2 separate regions of the Gossypium hirsutum genome follow, and region 1 is linked to region 2. The links are chromatin contacts, called in public Hi-C maps. All regions are on one chromosome and are shown on one strand. The core of a region is the stretch at or near the end of the contact, and the rest is flanking DNA. Distances in the headings are between cores, read along the strand shown.

What was found. Hi-C and Micro-C count contacts between places; a contact is called where the count stands out from the background.
Region 1: a Hi-C map of leaf shows a contact between it and region 2, with 2.2 times the contacts expected there. The contact joins the promoter of LOC107952992 here to the promoter of LOC107937034 in region 2. A contact is called at or near these places in 9 of 34 Hi-C or Micro-C datasets (cotyledon, leaf and seedling).

Annotation. Positions count from the first base shown.
Region 1 is chrA07:29,085,927-29,092,739 of Gossypium_hirsutum_v2.1, reverse strand. It overlaps LOC107952992 (endoribonuclease Dicer homolog 1), which reads right to left and starts at 4,224. Exons shown (of 21, transcript XM_041117911.1): 1 at 2,592-4,224; 2 at 2,382-2,495; 3 at 1,420-1,630; 4 at 900-1,294; 5 at 564-795; 6 at 110-282; 7 at 1-13. The coding sequence starts at 3,662.
Region 2 is chrA07:28,585,712-28,592,385 of Gossypium_hirsutum_v2.1, reverse strand. LOC107937034 (B3 domain-containing transcription factor NGA1) reads left to right here and starts at 1,380. Exons shown (of 4, transcript XR_005930610.1): 1 at 1,380-1,671; 2 at 1,768-2,971; 3 at 3,588-3,620; 4 at 3,756-6,674.

The DNA.
Region 1 (6,813 bases), core at 2,975-5,474, 500 kb before region 2:
GCTCTGCAAAAACCTGTCCATTCAAAAAGAAGTAAAAATAGCATTCCTAGGAAACAGCAAGGGGATGAAATCTATCATTGAATATGATTAAACAAGCCAATGGTTCTACCTTAGGAAGAACTAAAGCAGCCACAACTCGCTCAACAAAGATGATTGCTCGAAAATCCTCTGTGTGCTGATACTTCAGAAGTATTTTAATCAATGACTGTACTTTCGGGGTCACTTTTCCATCTGCTACAGCCGCTCCAATTATCACATCCACATGCTCTCCACCAGAGACAACTATGACAAAACGGTACATGAGTTGAGAATACACACCAAAATGTTTTTAAAATATCTTTTGTTTAGAAACATCTACAATGATAAGAATTTTCCTTAAAATGGATGACAAGAAACACAACACAAGCAAGTAAATAATGCATGTTTTGTTCTACTTAACATTATCACACGTATACATTCAAAACCTGAAGATATCCTTTTCAATTAGATATCAGTCTCAAAATGTGCTGGCAAAAAAATAAAAAAAAGTAAAAGAAAGGTAGAAAATTAAAGAAAAGACACACCATGACTGTCAGGGAGCTCTCCTTCCTCAATCTCATCAGTATTGGTCCCATCTTGAGCATTACAGTTCTCTGCTTCTGCATTATTCATGTCTTTTTCAGTAACAGCTCCCTCTGATAATTGGCATTGTAAGAGAGAAACAACTTTGTTTAGGTAAGATTCTTGAAACTTGACATCAAGCTGGTAGTTTGCCCTCTCATCATTTTGCAAAGCCGTCAGAAAAGATTGTGCAACCTGCAGAAGAAAGGCAATGAAAGGAAACAACCAGGATCATTTCTGCACAACCAAGAAAATAAGAAAAAGTTGTCGTAACCTTAATTACTTAACACATATGATACCTTATAAGCACACCATTGGCCCAGTTCACCCAGTGCATAATTAACAGCCCTCAACTTTTGTATCAAATTAGCAGCTCCATCACTTTCTGTTCTTTCAGATACACCATAAACTTGGTGAAGCTCTTCCTTGGCTCCTGCATCTCTAGCTCCCATGAACTGCCATTTACTTCTTCTAGAGCTTGACTGTGCAGCTTCTTCAACTGTTGCTTCCATTTGTTTTATTTGTTCATGGAGGGACCATAAACTGGCTGCTTTGTCATACTCTACCACAACTTCTGAAGGCATTGGCACATGTTTCTCGAGTTCCTTGCGGTCTTTGATGGTACAGACTACAGAATCCAGTTTGCTTTCTAGATTACGAATTTTTATAGCACAATCAACTTGACTTGAAACACCTGAATATAACAATTCAAAATATGAGTTAAAGGGGGGAATTTTCTTATAATCAAGTGAAAGAAAATTTTGAAAGAGCCCTTTGTCTCAAACAGAGATAAATCTGAACACAAAAACAAAAATATACCCTTCAAGTTAACAGGAGAAGCGGTCATTCCAAAAACAGAAGGTCTCTTCTCCTTTGGTGTTGTATGATAGAATTCAGACATAACCAGTGAATACGGATGTTTCTTCACAGCATGATGACACTCGTCCAGGATAAGGAGATTGATTGATTCCATTTTAATTATGCTGTGTCTCAAAATATTCAGCAGAATTTGAGCTGTCATAACCAAAACCTGCAAGAAAGACATCAAATGAGCGAATCTTATGGACAAATAGACAAGATTCATATATGCAAATGAACAGCTACCGAAGACTCAATAAGATACAACCATTTTGAGGATATCTATGCTAGACAGCCTACTAAAGACTGTTCAATTACATACAGATAGACAAGAATTTAGCAGCTCATAATACCTAGTTAAAAGAGTAAAAAAGAAATAAAGGGTGCTGAATGTGATAAAGGTCTACCAATATTAATAGCTCCACTCAGTTCCAACTCTATAGATTAGGCATATAAGGATATTGCTAATGGTTGAGAACCATATTTCAAATTTAAGCTTTGTTATGCTTTCCCTCTTTTCCTTTTAGGACAGGACAAAGGGTGGATCACTGATATTTCAACTAAATCCCAGTTCTGGCAAGTAGACATTTAAGAATCTTGCTAGAATTTGAAAACTATATCAACATCATCCCATTCCTTCAACAAAATTGAGCAAAAGAACATTGGTTCAAAAAAATATCCTAAGTAATTTACGAGTAAACTAACTAGGTAAAGCTGAGTATACTAAAAGTGTTACCAAAGACCGGATACAGAAACACTTTTGTATCGCTCATTATAATGTCATATCTTAAAATTACTGAAGTAACGTACCGCATTGTGCTTTAGTGCCAACTAGCATTACAATAAGGAATTTACTTGGAACATTAGAAAAGCTCAAATGACAGTCAAGCAGGAATTTTCACAAAAGGAAATTGACAAGCTACCTGCTTTGATTCAAACTCGCGCTGCCACCTACGAGCATCCCAAAAATCTTGACCCATCTCCCCACAATAATGACCTACTTGGAAACCAGTTCTCTCGCGAATAACTTCAGCTTGCTGAAAATGGAAAATAAAAATGATAATAAACTGAACCTGGAAACAACAGAACCAATCAAATCTTAAAAGAACACTGAAATTCTATAAATTGACTACCTGATAAACTAGTGGAACTTTAGGAACCAAAAAGACAGAGAGCATTTTTCTGGTGTGCTTTTGTAAATCATCAGAAATACTTTTCATGAGGAGAACAGCAATGAGGGTCTTCCCTGCCCCGGTTTCAAGAAATGCAATTGTGTTTTTCCTCTTTGCCTGCTCAAGAACATCCAATTGATATTGACGAGCTTGCTCCTCCAAGAGTTTTTCCTTCGGCTGCTCAACTTTCTTCTCCATCTTTCCATTGCACTCGGGAGTTTTGTCATAAGCCACCTTCCCTTCTCTTTGCCGATCTGCTTCCCAAGTACCCAACCTAAAAACCATCTCATTGGACCCTGACCGATCCCTCTCCCAATAACCCCTTGGTTCTCTCTCTCTCCCATCCCTCCTATTGCCACCATAATAATGTTCTCTTCTCCTAACATGCTCTCTATCTCTCCGATCAATTTCATCCCAATCTCGAACCCTTTTCCTAGAAGAACATCTCTCCCTATCCCGGGGATAATATTGACCTCTACTAGAATACTGCCTATCACTCTTGCAGCCATTCGCACGAGCCCTCTTTCTACACCTCTCTTCACTATCTAAACCCCTATCTCTCGACTCGGATGACCTTTTATCGTCTCGATGAACTCCATTATCCTTATTAGAATAATCAAATAAACTGGAATTACTATCATCGCAGCTTTTTTCCTGCCCTTTGCTTCCAATCTTCTTTTCAACTCCATTAGATGGCGGAACTGAGTTGTCAGGTAAATCCTTGGAGACCCCAGAGAGCTCATTGGGAGACCATCCATCTCCAGCAACGGGGTCGTAAATTCCATTTCCATTGACGGCAGAGCTATCACCGTTACTTCCCACCGGAGGAAGTCCCCCGCCGTTCTTGAAGCTATCGAGAATGTGATCAATTCCTCCAAAGAAATCTTGATTGGAAGTATTGTCAACGGAGTCTTGAACTATAGGAGCATCGAAATCAACAAAATCGCTAATCAAGTCGCATGATATGTCCTCACAAGCATCCAGCCAGTAAGATGACCCATTGCCACCAGAAACCCTACCTTCTTCCTCCATCAATCAATTGCCCAGAACTCGGATACTCCCACTTCAAAAAAAAAAAGGGGAAAAGAACCAAGAGCAACAAGAATTATAAAAAAAACCCAGAAAGAAGAGAAAGAAATCAATAGTTTTTATAAAGATACAGAAAAAAACAGAGAGAAGAAAAAAGAGTGAGTGAAGACACAGATTAAGAGTAGATAGACCGCAGGAAACACGCAAGAAGTGTAGTTAAGGAAGGGGATTCATTTAAAAAAGTGAAACAGAAAATTGAAGGGGGAAAAAAACATAAAACCCCACCAAAACTTTTGTGTGTGATTCTTAGATTCTACGGTCTATCAACGCCTATTCTGTTATCTTCCGTTTCTCTTTTATTTGACTCCCTTCAAGCGTGCGCCTTTCTCAGTTTTTTGCTTTCCTCCCCCACTCTTTCTTTGGTTCTTCTGGGTTTTAGCTCTGTTTTCTCTACGAAAGAGAGATGGAGAAACAAAATTAAAATAATAAAACCCAAAACTACGGGTTTTCCCCTTTTTCTTTTTGGTCTTCACGCAATGTTTTTTTCCTTACAATTTACAAAGAAACTTCTGTGACTTGAGGCGGTTCTGTTTTTCTTTAACTTTCCGAACTCGAAAGTACAGAGAAACAGTGCTTCAACCAATACGATAACGCCACGTTTGACCCAACAAGGGTTCCGGATTACGTGGTGATTTGTGAGTGGATGGTAGGATAGGGTTTTATTGGAACTACGCTCTTCACTGTTCAGTTGCGTTACCGTAGGGAGCGGGGAGATGTTAAGTGTTCTCTTTTTTGCTACCAAGGACATGAGAACAGCAACGCTTATGGAAAAGTACAGACACGTGTCAAACAGTTGGAGTCCACTGGTAGAATCCCGGCAAAAACGAAAGCTTATTCAAAGGTCAAAGATGATAGAACATTCTCAGCCGTTTGATTTATTCTTCATAAAGAAAAAATAATTATAAAAGTTTATTCCCCTTAGATCAGGCTGAATATTTTTTTATCCTATGAGACCAGAAACTTTCCCTTTGGTGGGTTGGATACAGTGAAAACCAATTGGCCTTTGGTGTAGTGATTGGGTGAATTTTGTTTTGGGTGGCTCCACTTTTTCTTCTTCTCATTACAATTAAATGTTTGCATTTATTTCTCACACATTCCGTATGAGAAAATCTTGTGATTTTGGGAGAAACAAAAATATCTTACATTTGAGGATAGGAATGTTAAGGTTATTTGGGCATTCTATTTCTATTAACAGTTCCATTTTTTTTTGTTATAATTTATAGGAATATGTTCCTCTGTTAGATTTATTAATCAATTTTTTTTATATTTATTGATTATATATTAAATTAATACTAATTAGTTTACATACCAAAAACAAGATTTTAATAAAATTGTTTTTGTTATATAAAAAAGTTTGTGATTTAAAGAATAAAATAAGAGATTGTTTTAAATTGAAACTTATTAAATATCAATAAAAGCATGAATCAAAATGGAATAAAAATATCTAATCTTTAACATTATCATTTTGATGGAAGAATAATAATTATATTATTAATTTCTTAACAAATATTTAATGTAATAATTATATTATTAATTCCTTTTTTTCTAATAATAGAAGTTTCATTAAAAGGATGAGTACAGCTGTGCATCATTCACACCTGCATATTTCAGTAGAAACCAGTGGACTAAATACCCCCTTCTCCAAAAGCTATAAAAGGAAATCCCCTCACATGCAAAATAGTGAAAATCCGAATAAAATAATGCCGGTTAAGTTCAATATAGTTCCATCGGAGTGCAGCCAACAGCGTCCCATGAGCTAATACTCCCACTTCACCCCTCATCTCAACCTAATCCTGCATCTAGTCTAGTGAGTCAGTCTATCATCGATCCGCCACTCAAATCTCAGATACCTTTGCCAGAGCCTCCTCCACCCAAAATAAGCTTTCTTCCCTGTCAAATGCTTCCTTAGCCAGCTGGTGCGCCGCCCGATTACCATCCCTTAAAGTACGTTTGACTTTACAAACTAAGAATTGGGAGATGAGAGACCTTGTATCATTAATATAAGCAGTTACACTAGAATGATCCACTCTGTTAGATATCCATTTGATTACCAGCCGAGAGTCACCGTCCAAGACCAAGCGCTGAAACCCCATATCTTTTGCAAATTGCGGGGCCTTCACACATGCAATGGCTTCAACGGCAAAGACAAGGGGAACGAAGCAACTTGTATGAACAAAAGCTCTCAAAATCATTCCACTATTTTCTCCCGCAATCACCTTTGTGCTGGATGTATTAGAAGCGGCTCTCAAGCCCACATCAAAGTTCACCTTGACCATATTAACCTCCGGTGGCTCTCATTCGGTTGTAGAACCATCTCGTGGCTCAGGTATGGCTCTTACAACACCTTTTGTCTCAGTAATATAGGACCGAATAAACCCCGAAATTCCATAAATTGTCTCTTTCTTTCGTTCATGCACCCATTCGTTCCTTGCATGCCACAGAGCCCAGTAAATAGTGATAATCGTTTTGCATTCATTCATATTACTTTGTTTCACTAAGCGAGCTAATTGGTCATGAAAATCCATACGAGGTATACTAGACAATGTTGAACGCTACCCAGACCCTTCTTGCTAGATCACAACTTGCTATCGCGTGCATTATTGTTTCCATCGCAGCATTACAAAATGGGCAGATGAGGGAAGTTTCCACACATCTATTGTATAAATTACACATTGTAGGCACAAATACTTAAAAAGTCTCCACAACATAATTTTAAGTTCCAACGGACACGGAACTTTCCAAGTTTTACTATAAAATTCTTTGTAATTCTGCCAATGCCTAGTGATGATTCTTTCCTCAAGTCCCTTTGCTACCAAAAGCTTATAGCCGCTACTTACTGTGTATTCTCAAGTTTGCTCCCTTCAATCAAGCATATGTATCCTAGCTCACCGTAATTGATAGGGGAATACAGAATTTAACGAGTTTAATTAGAGGTAAATACTAATTTAACAAACTGCTTATCCCAAGTTTTGTTCCGTGCATTAATCAACTTCGACACCCAATAAATATTTGTTCTAATATTTGACTCATAAACGAAAATAAGCAAACTGATTGAAAGACTAATGTGTCATCTATTAAGTCCACTTGATGAGAT
Region 2 (6,674 bases), core at 131-2,630:
ATTCAAAAGAAAAAGCATGAAGTGCATGTAAATGGTTGGTTGCCATTTTTAAAAAAATTATCATTTTAATTATAAAAACATAAATTTAACTCTTTTTCAAAAATTAATATTTTTTAAAAGTTAAAAGCTAAAATTAATTAAAAAAATAAAAAACTAAATTAAAACGTAATATCATTAATAAAAAGAATTGGGTTGGATTCGGTCCTAAATTTGATATTCCAAAAGAAAAGTTTATGGTTGTAGGCAAGATATTTGTAATTGATAAGTTTAAAAATTGAATGTAAACATGGTGGTAAAACTGTTTTTCCCCTTTCTTTTGCAGGAGCAGATAGAGCAGCAGCAGAAGCAGCACACAATGAATGACCAAAAGTCAAAAACTTATTGATACCTAACTAAAACATGCTCTCTTTCTAACTGGCTGGGATGAAATTATTTAAAAGTAAACAATACCAAACAGCATCCACAATAATAAATCATAATAATGATGGATCAAATGGGAAATGACATTCCTAGGCTAACTTTTATCATTACAATCCTGATTTTGGGACTTAAAAATACCATCACACCAACTGGTGATTTGGGTCATTTTGCAGAGAGGATAATGGAAAAAATATAAAACCAAAATTTATGAAAAGGACAAGCTCACATGAGTCGAACCTTATCATTCATGGGCCCCTGCCTTTGCAGTATGTATTTACCCCAAATCTCTTTTAATATTACTATTCTTGTGCAACTGTAATTAAACTCTTGCCTCTTTTTTACCATTGCTTAAAACCTCAATCCTTGGTGCATCTAAAATTTCACATTTTTGCTTTCTTTTTAATTTAATAATTAAACTTTAATTGCGGTAACTTAAAACCATGCAACTCCGGATTCAGACTTTACAACTATAAACTCATATTTTTTTATTTGCTTATTTGATTTTTTGCACACATAATACTAGTTACAATAAAGACAAATAAAATATTAAAAGAGGTGAAAATTAAATTATAAATTCTTAAAAATTGAAATATAATTTTATATTTTTTTTAAAAAAATCATTTTGGGAAAAAATCCTTTGCCTACCCCTTACATTTGATCAAATCTTTCTTATTTTAAGAAAGTTGGATGATTCAGTTATTAAATCAACAAAGTAAAATTTTAAATTTTAGATGTGAATTCTAGTTCATAATTTAATAAAATTATTTGATAATATAGCCCGCATTAAAACAAAAAAACTTATAATTTCAGTATGAAAATAATATGTATGTGAAGTAATTCCATGTAATTATTGTACTACACTCTCTTTTAATATGGTAATAATTTAATTTACTAGTTACTACACTCTCTTTTATAAACCAAAAACGGAAATAGAAATAGGAAAATGTGGTAAATATTTACATAAAATGAAGCTTAGGGGGAGTCAGCAAAAGAAAAAAGAAGAAAAAAAAGCTTAGGTCAACCACGAGCACACAACTCTTTGCTGTTGATTCTCCCATGGCTTTAATTTGTCTCGCTTAGGGTTCTTTTTTTCTTTCAGTGTGGGTGTGTTTTGTTTCTGGGTCAAAGATGAAGGCACCGACCCTCGGTTGGTTTTTGTACTGAGAGGACCTGTCTTTTGCTTCCTTCGGTCCTCAAGGATTTAGAAGAAAGAAAATCACACCTTCCAAGAAATCAGTATTTGTAAGCCAGGTCTTGTTTTCTTTCTAATTTTCTTTTCTTTTTCCTTTTCGTTCCTGCCCAACCACCATTTTGCAACAACTTATTGTTCATATCATCTGGTTTTAGTGTGATTAAAAGAAGGAGAAAAAAAAAGTAAATTTTGGTGGTGGATGTGGGTCATCATTATGAACATGGGTATTCTAATAATTAAGGAGAGGAAGTGATAAGAGAAATTCCCAGCAAGTTGCCAGTTTCATCCTCTTCTTCTGCTATCAATTTGTGACAAGGACCTTGAGATGATGGACTTGTCACTTGGGAGCTGCAATAACATTGAAGAATCAAATACTGGAAGTAGCAGGTGTATTGAGAAAGAATATATGTTTGATAAAGTTGTAACACCGAGTGATGTAGGCAAGCTGAACCGCCTGGTAATACCGAAGCAACATGCGGAGAAGTACTTCCCTCTCGACTCTTTATCGAATGAGAAAGGGTTGTTGTTGAATTTTGAAGATCGGAACGGCAAGTCGTGGCGGTTCCGGTACTCATACTGGAATAGCAGCCAGAGTTATGTGATGACCAAAGGGTGGAGCCGTTTCGTCAAGGAGAAGAAGCTTGATGCGGGTGACATCGTATCGTTTCAAAGGGGTGTTGGGGAGTCCGGGAAAGACCGGTTGTACATTGATTGGAGGCGGAGGCCTAATGCACCCGATCCAACGTCCTTTGCACATTTTCAGATGCAAAATCAGTTCAACTTTCCTCAGTCAGTCCGGTGGGGGGGTGGAATCTACTCGCTGCCTCAAAGCTATGAGCCTTTGCATCGCTTGAATTACAGCATATATCCTTATAACCATCATCATCAACGACAGCAACAGCAACAGCTACAGCAGCAGCAACATCAGGCAATTACTTACGGTAATGTGGCGCAGTCGCAGTACTATCTAAGGTCATCATCATCTGGGTCATACCACCATCATCATCATCACCAACCTCAGCAAATTGGGGCAATGCAAGAAGGAAGAGTGGAGCCAATGGTGATCGAGTCAGTACCAGTTGTTCAGGGTAATAAAACAGCGGCTAAAAGACTAAGGTTGTTTGGAGTGAACATGGAGTGTCCTACTCCTACAACAGATGAATCTTCCTCGAGTTCTCCTCATGCCACTATAGTTTCTGATCATGATTCTCCTTATTTCCCTTCCTCTTCTCTCCAATCAAGATTGTCCAATAATAACACCCCATTCCCACTCTCCAGAATGCAAGCTGAGTATTCAAAGAAGGGAAAATCTTCCTTGTCCTTTGATTTGGATCTATGATCGATGATGATCAAATCACAGTGAGTGAAGGGTTCCATTTTCTCTTTTTTTCTTGCTTTGCCATCAAACTTGCGACAGGCAGTACTGGATTTAGGAAAGAGGGTTGAAAAGATATTGAAGATAAGTTTTTTTTTAGCAATCCAAGTTATCTTTTTTTCTTTTTAATATTGTGTTAGTACATGAGTTAGTTGAGGTTTGGGATCTGTGAAGAGCTAAAGATGAAAGGTGCAAAATATGGAGTTGAAAATTGTGTATAACACTTATACAGATATATCAGCATATTCCCAACTTGTTTATTATTTTATATTTTTCCATTACTAGGCCCTGGCCTTTCCAATCTGCATCCCCGGATTTGCCCCAGTTTGTTTGATATATATATACGCTTATATATGTATATATTATTTGTTGCTCTCTTGTTTAGTTATCTTATGATCATCTGTATACTCTCTCTCCCTTCCTTAACCCTGACTGGTAATGCATGGTAGGTGTTGTATGTGTGTATATATATAGCCTTAAAAAAAGAAATTTATTTAATTTCCATTTTCTCCTATCTCTTTTGTTACTCCATGTTAGGTTAATAGTATGTATATTTACTTGGCTTGTTGCTGCTGAACAACTAAGGTGCAGGCATTGCAGGTACTGCACAGAAAAGTTGCAGCACTGGAAAAGGTATTATCTGTATTCTTATTGATAGTTTTTGAAAATTTTTCTACATATATATGTATATCATCACACTTCCCATTTGTTTGCCAGTTAGAAATTTCCTTGACTTCTTGGTAATTCGTGTATACCTTCCCTTTACAGCCATGATCAGATGATCTTGTCTGGACTGCTACACACAAAAAAGTTCTCTTGTGTTAAAAGAGGGTTCAGATTCCCCCAACTGATGGGTCTATTGAGACTGGACTTCATCCAATACTTGTAAGATTTCATATTATATAATATATATATTGGCATCAAATATTGTCAGTGCATTTAATAAGGTATTAATTAAAGCTCCAGGCTAAAGAGTCTTTATGTATGGTTAAATTACTTATATAGGAGCGTATCTTTTACATAGGTTCTTATTGGTAAAATTCCCATTTTAACTAGTACATAATTACAGATTTCCCCAGAAATGAGGGACGAGAAAACATTGATTTGCAGCATCAGGTACTCCAGGTTACTAGGAAATTTTAATTAACATAGTAATATGACATTAAGAGTGAGTTTAGATGGGCGGTGCATTTACTTGCGATTAGTGTAAAAATAGCGGTTGCGGTGAAATTAAATCCTATAGTAAGACAAAAAGTAAATTAAACGCATGACAGTGCTCATCCAAACCTACCCTAAATATAGTTCTTCAAAGGCTAAATATACATTTGGGATGATTGTATCAGCATTTTTAAGCATTCAGACCCATAAGAAGCACTTGGAGAATATCTGATTATGTAGCTATATAATATACGCATGCTGAATTGGTAATTGGTATGTACCGAGTGATACGGCTTCAGAATTGACTAAACAGTAGTAAAGCATTAAAATGCACTGAATTCAGCCTCGTCCTTCTATAGTTTATTAGTTTAATTGCATTCATGAATACAGATTATAACCTTGCTGGCATCAATGTCATTTAAAGATCCATACAAGAGAAATGCATTTCCACTTTGATATATTTATTTCTCTAACTTTGTAAAGGGCATCTACTCGATTTACTATATATGGTCACTGCTCTATTAGAAGAGCTGATGTTTGGTTTAGCCTTAGTGAGTAGTTTGACTGGTTTTTGATGCATCTATACAGCAAATGCTCATCCTTCATGGATATCAATCTAGTTTTGATCTATAACTGTACATGTATTGTTCTGATTTTTTTTTTTCCTTTTCTGAGATTATGAACCATTCATTGACTTGACTAATTGAACATCTGCATGAAATAACCACTTTGACAGTACAGTATATAGACATAGAATGCTGGAAATGTATATTCACCATTAACATGTATGTACGCGTTTTGTATTGATTTATGGCGTGAATGCTCATTTAAACTGTAACAAATCAATAGTAAATGAAGCAGAATACTGTGAGGACACACTTTCTTAGCAATCTCCTTGCTGCACATGGTCTACTTATAGAAGCATAAATTTCTGAACTTTACAATGACGGATTATGGAGCATATGCAAATAATTATTATATCTAATTTTCTCTATTGAAATGCAATGCAAATATTGAATTAGTATAAATAATACTATAAATTTTTTTCATAGTAATTATCTGAATAAGTAATACTATAAGATTTCATTTTAAGGAGATTAAAGACTGTTCTAGTGTATAGTTTGCTAAGTTCCTTAAGGTAATCGATATTTTGGTTTATATTCATCGTTTCATCAGTTTGAGAGATGTAAAATACTATGTGTATGTTTATGTGCGTGCATATATGTTAATGGTAACACTATCTATGCATGTAGCACCATTTAGGATCTATGCATGCAGCAGTATTTAGGATCTATGCATCCAGTCACCTATACAAACAAGCCTGTCTACCTAACGATTCTATATATGTATGTATGTATCTATATATATATTTGCATACATTCTGGATTAAATTGGTATTGCATCTGCAGTCTCAAACTATATATATCTATACTTGAGACACATCTGCACTACATTCAAGCAAAAGAATAGAGGTTGTTGTTGTATGAATAAGAGCCTTTTTCTTAACATGAATTGCTTAGCCATGACCTTTTTATTTCCCATGTATTTGTAGTCAAACTAGTGGACTTATAACATCTTCTACAATTGACTGCTTAGATATAAAACAGTTGCATTTCATTGCGACCTGGAGGATAACTGATAAACATATCCATTTATATATTTACATTTATATTTATATTCTGGTTTCATTTATATAGGAACTTAGCTATAAATATAACTAGTTTTAAAGCATGGATTTCTATAACTTGTACACGGCATGCGAGAGGGTGGGGATAGTGGATCCTTTTAATGGCTGCACCATACAGACAATGCTGAATTGGTTAAAAACATTCAACTTGAAAACATGTGAATCTGTCATTTCATAGAAGTAGTTTCCTTCCTGCTAAGTTTAAAACAATGTTAGTGAATCTCAAATCAAGCTTTTGTTGCTAGTTGATGAGATGACAATGCCATGGGAGTTTTCTGAGATGTTCTTTTGGCACTGTAATATTCACCTGCAAAGGGCACTGTTAATGAGGGTAGGTGGATGGAATTAACAGTATCATCACATGCTATTTACTATTTCTCTGCATGTATCAGTTAAAGTTTCAGATGTAGGCATTCTTTAATTCAGAAAAATGAAGTGAAGATTTAACTCATCTTCCTTATTGCTGAGCATCAAGGAGACCAATAATAATAAGCAAATTTGTGATATATATAGACTCCATTTCCCCCCTAAAATATACATCTTATATACATAAATATATTGTTCTTTCCTATGAGACTTTATTAACGTGGGAAATGTTATATAGGGTCTAGTATAGGCTTGTAGTATAGTGAAGATTAAAGCCATAGATGTTGTAAAGAATTTATATAAAGAATTAAAGCATTAGGGTATTTATATATTATACTCAGTTTTATACTAATTATGAGAGCCAGCCAAGATGGGTGGAATTATTGTTGAAAAAGATCCATTAACTTCACGGTACCAAGGTTCCTAGCTACCCCTCAAAAAGAAAGAAAAGAAAAAGTCATGGAAATATTGAAGCG